Regions from separate parts of the Mus musculus genome. Here regions 1 and 2 are each linked to region 3. The links are chromatin contacts, called in public HiChIP or PLAC-seq and Micro-C maps. All regions are on one chromosome and are shown on one strand. The core of a region is the stretch at or near the end of the contact, and the rest is flanking DNA. Distances in the headings are between cores, read along the strand shown. Region 1 overlaps Cpsf6 (cleavage and polyadenylation specific factor 6). Region 2 has its middle 12 kb from the start of Gm32141. Region 3 holds the start of Lrrc10 (leucine rich repeat containing 10).

Region 1 (3,338 bases), core at 232-2,731, 300 kb after region 3:
GTTTCTCTGTGTAGTCCTGGCTGCTCCTGGAACTCACTCTGTAGACCAGGCTGGCCTTGAACTCAGAAATCCGCCTGCCTCTGCCTCCTGAGTGCTGGGATTAAAGGCGTGCGCCACCACGCCTGGCCCGGAGCATTTTCTAACTTCCATTCTGCCCATCAGAGCTTCCTCTGTAAAGTGTGATGAAAAATGACCCCATTCTTTAACACACACCCTCACACAGGGAGTGAATGGGTAAGCTATAATGTTGTGGCTAGGCTGATAAGCAGCAAACTGCAAAGTCAAGTTGACAGCCTTTGTCCACAGCTTTATTCATCTACCTCCCCCCCCTCCGAAATAGATGCATGTAAATGAACTGCCACAAGTAAAATGGAGCCTAAAACTCAATACCTGCCAAGCTTTGATAATTACTTCGCCTAAATACAAACCGCACCTACACAAAATATTCTCAATTTCTAGTTCAAAGTAGGTGGATCACTAAATACGAATATCATAAACTTCCTACCACCTAAGTACAAACCTATAAGCTTTTATGTATTTATTCTCCTTTGAAAATAATTTTTCTGTTTCTGCCCAAAAAAGTAGTACTTCATACAACTGATCTCAGTGAGTAGCTTGTTTGCGTCCTCACACCGCTGTCACCACTGGTCCAAATTCTTACAAACTTAGTTTGATCTCCATTTTAACTGTAACTAAAGATTACTTAACCCCAGTTCTCAACTTCAAAATTAAAATGGACAGCAAAAATACCAAGTGCACCCTTTAAATGTCATCTAATGGGCTCCATCGGCACTGTCAGACACAACATCATACAAGCTTCTCATTTTTCACTGTATGCCACCTCATTTACTTTTTCTCTCTTCCTTGTATTCCATCTCCTGACTAAGTTGTAAACTTCACTGTCCTACCTACCTCATCTTTCCCAATTGAATCTGTAAAGATGCTTTGAAATGCTAACTGAATTGTGGCCCGTGTATGCATGTTCTTCAATACCTGCTCCAGGCAAACAAGCATTCTTTAAATTCCTACCTAGCACACTGAATCACAGGCTTTTTTTTCTTTCTCCAAAAGGTGGTGCTTCCCCTTTATCAGGCCCCACTCTTCAGATTTCAGTGTGATGTTCAGGAAAAAGCTAAAGCTCTCTATAACTGAGTGTGGGGTCTTTCCTCCCACTAAGTGTAGGGTCTAACTGGGTAAACGCAGCACTAGCTAAAAAAGTCTGACAACATAATTACTAAAGCCCAAGTCAGAAACAGAATACAGTGGCACACATTTTAAATCTCAGCACTCATACTGAGATTTGGAGTCCAGATAGATTCCCCAACTGATCACAGCCTGCTAGGCTGGGGTGCGCCAGTACAGCAGAAACAAGGGGCTGTATCTCAAAGTGGGAAGCAAGAGGTAACCCTGTATGCTGTACTCTGATCTGACAGGCAAGTACCTGCATGACAACACAGACACATAAACAGGGCTAACTGGTAACTTACTTAGGCTAGCCTCCAACTAGATTCACTCCTTCCACTTCCAAGTGCTGACAATTACAGGCACATAGTAGCACAGCCAACTGACTTTATGGACTTTTGAAACTATTTATCTTTCATCCTGCATACCTGATCAGAATCAATGTGCATACACAAATTCCTAAGCACCGCTAATGAACGATAAAGTTGAAAAGGCCCACAAAGTAGCTATTTCGTAATCATGGTTAGGAAACCCAAGCAGGAAGACTAGGAAAATCGGCTTAAATCCCTTGTTTAGCAGAAATGGCTTTGCCTGGGTTGGAGCTGTAATCCACTTGGTAGAGTGCTTGACTATCATGCAGGAGGCCTTGGTTTCAGTCCCTAGCACTGCAGAAAATGACAACGGCACCATGACTGTTATGAAGCACTTAAACACGGTAGAAGGATCCCAAATTCAATGCCATCCTCAGCTATAGCCTAAGTCTGAGGCAATCCTGGCTGTGGCAGATTCCCTTTTTAGTCTGATGTATTCTTTTAAGATATTCCCACTAACTTTACACAGTTCCATGAAGGCTATAGATACAGAGCCTCAAATTATTCCAATGAATGCAACTTTAAAATGCATAAAGATAGCTGAAGAGATGGCTCAACGGTTAAGAGCACTGACTGCATTTCCTGAGGTCTGGAGTTCAATCTATTCCCAGCAACCACATGGTTGCTCACAACCACCTTTAAAGGGATCCAATGTCCTCTTCTGGTATGCCAGAAGGCAGGCAGCTACAGTGTACTCATATGCATAAAGTAAATAAATAATTTATTTTTAAAACTGCATAAACAGTAACAACAAACCTAACAATGCTACACAAACACTGGAGGTAACATGCATTATTTTAACCTAAATTACTTAGCACTGTTACTGAGAAATTAGTAGAAATTGTTTACAACTTCAACTATTATATATCCGTATTTCTTTCTTTTTTTAGTACTCTAATATACCCCAAAATGGCCTGAATCTCATCAGATGGGGATAAATCTGAACTCCTGATCCCAGTGCTAGGATGTGCCCTACTGCAGCAGGTCTATTACGGTGCTGTGTATCAAACCCAGACTTCCAGCATTGTATGCAAATACTCCACACAACTGAGTTATATCTCCAGCCCCAATGGATCAAATATTTGAAGAACTAATCTGATATTTAAAAGTATGTCCTATAATGTTCCCAGGTTAACTGGTAACTATAGCTATGATCCAAATACGTTTTTAATTCTAAAGGACTAGTGAGGTTCATAATCTCAGGATGAGGTGATTATAATTCTACCCAGATGTCTCAGCAAGTGAAGGTAATGCCACCTAACCCGTCACGTTGTCCTCCCATCTCCACACTTGGACCACGGCTGGCACACACATGCGTACACGCACACAAATGGATTTAATTCAAACTTTTAAAATATGCCACGAGAAAATAACCACTCTCAGAAATGTTGTCTTACACAAAACAGAAATGAAAGGCTAATCTCTATTAATATTGCATTTTCCCAATAGATATTTTTCAAGGTTAAATGAAATAGTTAAGCCAAAATTATAAGTCAAACAAAAAGAACAAACTGCAAAGTATTACCAAAACTTTGTTTTTATTTTCAATACAAGATAAATACCATGCTTGTTACTAGCGCAGTTTTAGGCCAACAATGGCCATATAGAAAACTGCTGAACAGTCACCTAAATGCTAAAGAAAGAAAAGACAAAGTAAACATTAAACACAAAATTGCAAGTACAAACATTTTAATAAAATGGGAATGAGCCTTTTGAAGGAAGCTAATATGGAAGTCTAGTTTTCATGGACATCAACAGAATGCCTACTGAATGGAATCTCACCTT
Region 2 (3,038 bases), core at 93-2,592, 390 kb after region 3:
TGTGCCAGAGTCCCTCGGTCTTGCTACTGAGTTCGCTCCCTTAGGCATTCGCCTCCTGGAACTCCAGACGAGTTCTTGGTCATCTTTTGCCATGATTTTACCAATCCTCAGAGCAGCAAAGGTATTTCTTAGAAAGTCCCAGGTAACGGGTGACCTGAACCTGGAGCCAATAACTTGAAGAGGTTCCTAATGTGTCCAGCCCTGTTCCAGGCAACCTGCGTGTATTTCTTCATCTAATTCGTCCAATAGTGCCATGAAGTAGGTCCTTGCTAGTGTTAATTCAGCACTGAAGAAACCAAGCAAGGCTGGGGTGAGGGGTTGGGGTTGGGGTTGGGGGAGCTGGCAGAGTGCTTGCTAAATTTGTGCAAAGTCCACAGCTCAATTCCCTATTCTCCAGAAAGCAGGTATGGTCGCACGTGCCGGTAATCCCAGCACGCAGGAGGATCCGAAGATCCAGGCCATCCTCAGCTATATAGAAAGTCCAAGGCCAGCCTGGGGTACTTGAGACCCTGGCTCAACACAGATGAGTAAGTTAATTAATAATAAAAAAGTTTAAAGAAAATAAAAGAAATCAAAATGCAGAATGTTCAAGTAGCTTGTATGTGCTATCAGACAAGAATTTCAACAAGCTGTCTAAATCGAGGGATCCTTTAAACTAATATTTAAGAATAGCCCATACAGTGTGTTCAGACGCCTCTTATCTGTTTAAAGAGCCGGCTCAAACCAGCCTGGAGACAGAATATTTTCAAACGTGAACCATCTGGTTGTTACAAGTCAAACCACAGGAAGCCTGCATTAGAGTTGGCTCTCCGGTTGACTGTGCCCAGCCTCTCTCTCTCTGGTTTCCGCTTCTCTTTGAGTGTTGACTTCATTCTCTCAAATAATGGCGGTGCTTCAGACTTGTTTTCAGTGTGCTTATTAAAGAGTACCCTCAGGATCAGCTGCAAGACTGGGCAGAAGAGGAAGTCAAGCCACGATGCTCTCAACCAGGGTCAGCTCAGTAAGAGCTTCAGAATTCTGCGCTAACAAAGAGACAGAGTAAATAAAAATGACCCGAAGGCCTTCCCGTGGCCCGGAATCTGACCTCAGCAGTGACAGTATATGACTTTGTTGATTGTGCTGACCTCTATCATTGAAATGTCCCGAGGGACTGAAGAGCACGCATACCAATGAGAGAAAAATGTCACTGCGACGAGGGCCGGAATCTTGCGACTCCATCAGGGAGAATTCTCCCTTTCATGGTGGCTCCCAGATCTCGTTTAGCCTGTAAGCTAACAAGAAGAAGAGGCGGTCAACGCACACGTGGTGGCCATCACGACAAACGGGATGACCTAAGAGACAAACGATTAGACGGCAGCGCCACCGTGTGGTAGTCCACGTCCTCACCGCAAGCTGAGGTCGGAAGAGGGTGTCTCTGTGATCAGGAAACGTGCAGTTTTTGTGACATACAAGCAAAGGGGAAGGGCAGGTCCGCGTCCCCACACTGGATTCATATTTTCTGGATTTGTTGATGCCCTCCCCCAGTTCTGATCTTGCTGGCCTCTGTACTGCCTGCCTTACCTATCTGAACTGACCGTGTACCTGTGAGCATCCAGTGTAATATGTTTATTCCACACAGATTAATTTCAAGTCCTCGGGGCAGTTTTCCGTCTGCTCTGTGCATAGTGCACAAGGCTAATACAGTTACAAGAGCCCAGAATGTGGCGCCGGCCCAGCTCTCTGGTGATGCTGCTGCACGCACACACGCGGCACTATGCTGACACCTTCCTTTTCTAGATCTCTTGAATAATCCACGTTGTTCTGCTCTGCATCGGCCTCCTTTAGATACTCCAGGAACTGCTAAACACTCGCTTCTCTCTGAGGACACGTCTAGTTCTTGAGCTCCTTGCTTCAGTTTAAAATTGAACTACCTGGCTCACCCACTCTGCGTTTTCACAAGATGCCTGGTTACCTACCATTTAGTCCAGGTTCTGCCGTTAGGGGTCCCACGCTCTGTTTAGCCTTTGAGCGGCAGGTCTAACACTGGATCAAATCTCCTTGCTGTGGCTGGCCTTTGGCCATCTGTCCCAGAAGGGCAAGCCTTGTTCTCCCAAACTCCCTCTGTCCTCTCTGGATTCTTCCGTATCGCCAGCATCTCAAGTAGAAGAACCCAAACTCTTGCTGAAGCAAACCTCCACCCATTCCAGAACAAAGCCAGGGCGGTCCTCAAGCCAGCCAGGTTTCCCCGGCTATGGGCATCTGTTTTCCATGGCATGGTGGCTGCACCAAGAATGAGGTCCTCTCTCCGTTAAAGGGCACACCCTTCAGAGAGGACCTGGAGCACAGGACTCTCCTGTGTCAACAGCAAGTGTCTGGGATGTGATGCACTCAGTCAGCACTTTGGTCCATTGTTGAGTAGACAGAGCACTTCCGGGGAACATCGTGGAGGGATAGGGGACAATTACACTGAGAGCATTAATGCATTCAAGTTTTACAGTAGGGTTGTTACTTCTATCCACAGGTTTCTAAGCATATCTCTCTGTGTGTGTGTGTGTGTGTGTGTGTGTGTGTGTGTGTGTGTGTGTGTGTGTGTGTGTAAATGTATGCATTCCACGGCAATTGTCTATTGAGTTTGCTCCTGGATTACCTGACTCCTCTCATCACCTCCAGGTCTAATTCTTAGCAACACGAGGACGATATTGCGCCACCTACTGTCCAAATGTGTCCTGCCCTTTCTGCTTCAAATTCTCCTCTCATTAGACCTAAAATAGCGCCCTCGTCCCCACTCCCAGCCCCCTCTGGCTGCCTCTCACGGTTGGGTTTGTAATTTCCACTTGGCCTTTACATTTCCATCCAGCCCCGTGGGCAGCCATCTCTAAGCCTGGTGTCCAGCTGAGCTGGCTTTTATGCGCTCACAGCAGCCCTTCCAGGTGCCCACGGTGGTGGTCCAAGGATCGCAGCAAACCGGACTGCTTATGTAACTAGAGACATAAATTGGTCCCAGGAGTCCTGCAGCGAGTTACTGAAATAACATTCTCTTTATCACAGGCCCGTTTCCA
Region 3 (3,133 bases), core at 416-2,915:
CTTTGCTGACTTGTAAAGTCACCCCAGGTGACATTATTTGGCCAGTGAGTGGGGAAGACTCTGGAGGAGGGGGAGGAGCCTGTTTCCTGCTGTACAGCACAGAGCCACATCTGGGAGACAGTAAGCACTTCTGCATCCATTTCCAGTAGACAGATTTTTAAATTAATAGTTACCTTTATTTGTGTGTGTGTGTGTGTGTGTGTGTGTGTGTGTGTGTGTGTGTGTGTGTGTGCTTGCTCAGGGGTGGAGCTTCCCGCTCAATCGTTCTGCCACGCCCACTGGTGGAACGTGCCGCTTTGCTGTTTGGAGTCACACACGTGGTCACCCTGCTACTGAACTCCGAGATTATTTGGCGGGAATCGGGCCCCCTCCCCCTTCCTTCATAACTGAGTGTCGGAACAGTAAAATTGAGCTTTGATCAGAATGCCTGTCTTAGCTGCATCATTTTCTCTCGCCGCCTAGCCCCTCTTCTCTTCCAGGTTTCCAGAATGCCTTTCCAAGCTAGAACCCAGGCTATGATCTGCTGGCCGGACACAACATGCAAGATCCCACAGAGGCCAGAAGACAATGTTGGATCATCACCCCACACCTCACATCCAAAGCTGCCGTTAAAGACAGTTGTAAGCTATCAGATACAAGGGCTGGCTGGCGTGGATATGGCGTGGATATGAGGGCTGGCGTGGAACCTGGGTCCTCTCAAAGGGCAGCACGCGCTCTCCACCTTTGAGCCATCTCTCCAGCCCCCAGCAGCCAGACCTTGGAGGCCCTCGTTCTTGGAACGGTCTGGCTCATCGTTGCTTTTCTCAACTGGACGCGATTATGGACGAGAAGTACAGAGCTTTAATGGCCATTTAAATGGGTCTGGAAAGTGTTCCCACCTCTGGAAAGTGCCCCCCCCCCGGGTGCATTACATTCTAATGAATTAATTAATAATTACATTCTAATTAATCTATGCTTTTGAAGGCTAGTCAGCCTTCCTTCTTGTCCTTTGTCAAAGAGAGGATTTGTGTGTGTGTGTGTTCGTTTTGGCAGAAATGGAGACGGACCCCAGGGCTTCAATTCTGCCATACGAGCACCCTACCACTGAACTCCACTTCCAGCTCAAATGTACCCTTTTACAGTGTGGCAAGACGCTAGCTGGACACAAAGCAAGACTGTACAAATCAGAAGCCATTGCTTCTGATTACATATTGGTTAAGGCTTGTTGGAACTGGAGAAAATCTGTAAAGGATGTAGGCCTTTGGCAACACTTTGAAGGATGCATCCTGGAAAACTTAGCAGCGGGTTGTTGTTGTTTTGTGCCCCACTCAGGATTGAAGCAGGGCCTTGTTCGGGTTAGGTGAGTTGTAACACAAAGGAGATGACTATGCATTCAAATATTTACAGTTTTACCTACATAGTACAAATATAGGTGTTTTTCATTTTTACTTCTCCACCTTTGTCACAGTATTTTTTCAATTTGGGGGGGGGGGGCGGGAGATCAGGAGAGAGTAGATAAGAGATCAGGGCTTAAGTGATTAAAGACAAATATGTGAGTTGGACAGGACGTCCCAGACCCTGCCTGTCCGGCCTGTCACCAGACACTCAAGCTGCTATCAGGAGCACTTTATTCTGTCAAAGTGACTGGCTTTTGTCACCGAATTCCGGGTTATAAAGAGAGGGTAGAAGGGTTCCCGAGCAGTGAGCACAGCCAGCCCACTCCCTGACAGAGTTGGTGGGCAGGGGCTCGCCTTGCAGCCCGTTTCACATGGGAAACACCATCCGGGCCTTCGTGGCTTTCATCCCCACCGACCGCTGCCAGAGTTATGTGGTGGGAGACCTCCGGGAGATGCCCCTGGACAGGATGGTGGATCTGAGCGGGAGCCAGCTGCGTCGCTTCCCACTGCACGTGTGCTCCTTCACGGAGCTGGTGAAGCTCTACCTCAGCGACAACCACCTTCACAGCCTGCCTCCCGACCTGGCACAGCTGCAGAACCTGCAGATCCTGGCCTTGGATTTCAACAACTTCAAAGCTCTCCCCCGGGTGGTGTGTACCTTGAAACAGCTCTGCATCCTCTACCTGGGCAATAACAAACTCTGTGACCTCCCGGATGAGCTCAGCCTGCTCCAGAACCTACGGACCCTGTGGCTCGAATCCAACTGCCTCACCCGGCTGCCCGATGTGGTGTGTGAGCTGAGTCTCCTTAAAACCCTGCATGCCGGTTCCAACGCCCTACGTCTGCTACCCGGCCAGCTCCGGCGCCTGCGCGAGCTCAGGACCATCTGGCTCTCCGGCAATCAGCTAGCTGACTTCCCCTCGGTACTGCTTCGCATGCCCTTTCTGGAGGTGATCGACGTGGATCGGAACAGTATCCGCTACTTCCCCAGCCTGGCCCACTTGACAAATCTGAAGCTGGTCATCTATGACCACAATCCTTGCAGAAATGCCCCCAAGGTGGGCAAAGGGGTTCGCCGTGTTGGGAGATGGGCAGAGGAGACACCAGAGCCTGACCCCAGAAAAGCTAGGCGGTACGCACTGGCCAAGGAAGAGAATCAAGAGCCACCTCCTCCCCTTCTTCCTTCCAGCTCTTGAACAGCTGAGGTTGAAGGCCAATTCAAAGGTTACCCCACTGCTCCGAAGGCATCTCATTAGAGCGGAAGGGATGGTCCTGGCTCATCCCAGGGCTGATGGAGAGAAAGCCAGGTGAGATGCTGTAAAGGAATAGGGCGAAGAAAACATTTCCAGCCCCCAGCACCTCTTCCTAGGGGGAAGGTGTGTGCTGTTGCTGGCCTGGAATCCAGGGTGACTGTCACTCCTGTGCCAGAAGCAGTTCCTTCACACGAGCTATTTTGAAACACCAAAGAACAAGACCAGCCACAGCACTCTTCCACCACGCAGGAGTAGCTGGTCACAAGGCTGGTGAGTGCTTCAAAGACTGTATTTGTTAAAATAAAGAAAACAACGCCACCAGCTGCTCAGTGGCCTGTCTCTAGCTCTCTCTAGCTCTCATGCCTCTTTCCTTCCCGAGAACTTCTGCATAGTACCAATGTACTGCTGTTACTAATTTGGTTCCTGAAAGGGACAACTCTACCCAATCAGTCTTGATTCGAAGGAAAATAAAAAAAACAAAGCTGTGGTCACACAGCCTGAGCC

The links. Hi-C and Micro-C count contacts between places; a contact is called where the count stands out from the background. HiChIP or PLAC-seq counts read pairs in DNA pulled down with a chosen protein or histone mark.
Region 1: a contact with region 3 is called in a Micro-C map of embryonic stem cells, with 3 times the contacts expected there. The contact joins the enhancer-like site here to the promoter of Lrrc10 in region 3. A contact is called at or near these places in 5 of 39 promoter capture datasets (the C10 cell line, embryonic stem cells, liver and 1 more), 29 of 484 Hi-C or Micro-C datasets (the G1E-ER4 cell line, LSK cells, Th1 cells and 15 more), 3 of 115 datasets of contacts at active chromatin or transcription factors (embryonic stem cells and epiblast stem cells) and 2 of 9 other capture datasets (adipose tissue and embryonic stem cells).
Region 2: a contact with region 3 is called in an H3K27ac HiChIP or PLAC-seq map of microglia, with 4 times the contacts expected there. The contact joins the enhancer-like site here to the promoter of Lrrc10 in region 3. A contact is called at or near these places in 2 of 484 Hi-C or Micro-C datasets (B cells and cortical neurons), 1 of 115 datasets of contacts at active chromatin or transcription factors (microglia) and 2 of 9 other capture datasets (embryonic stem cells and liver).

The regions. Positions count from the first base shown.
Region 1 is chr10:117,341,595-117,344,932 of GRCm38.p6, forward strand. It overlaps Cpsf6 (cleavage and polyadenylation specific factor 6), which reads right to left. Exons shown (of 10, transcript NM_001013391.2): 10 at 3,074-3,338. Among named protein-coding and RNA genes, the nearest start is that of Cpsf6, 34 kb to the right of the region's middle. Within about 2 kb of position 1,482, at least 24 of the 459 cell types and tissues checked have an H3K27ac peak or open chromatin away from gene starts, as enhancers often do. A contact at or near this core is called in embryonic stem cells, epiblast stem cells, liver and 1 more, where this site is marked.
Region 2 is chr10:117,434,224-117,437,261 of GRCm38.p6, forward strand. No RefSeq gene overlaps it. Among named protein-coding and RNA genes, the nearest start is that of Gm32141, 12 kb to the right of the region's middle. Within about 2 kb of position 1,343, at least 152 of the 459 cell types and tissues checked have an H3K27ac peak or open chromatin away from gene starts, as enhancers often do. A contact at or near this core is called in B cells, cortical neurons, liver and 1 more, where this site is marked.
Region 3 is chr10:117,043,676-117,046,808 of GRCm38.p6, forward strand. Lrrc10 (leucine rich repeat containing 10) reads left to right here and starts at 1,666. Exons shown (of 1, transcript NM_146242.2): 1 at 1,666-3,093. The coding sequence starts at 1,748. The coding sequence ends at 2,572. It overlaps Gm10747 (a long non-coding RNA gene), which reads left to right. Exons shown (of 3, transcript XR_872056.2): 2 at 1-120; 3 at 463-1,010.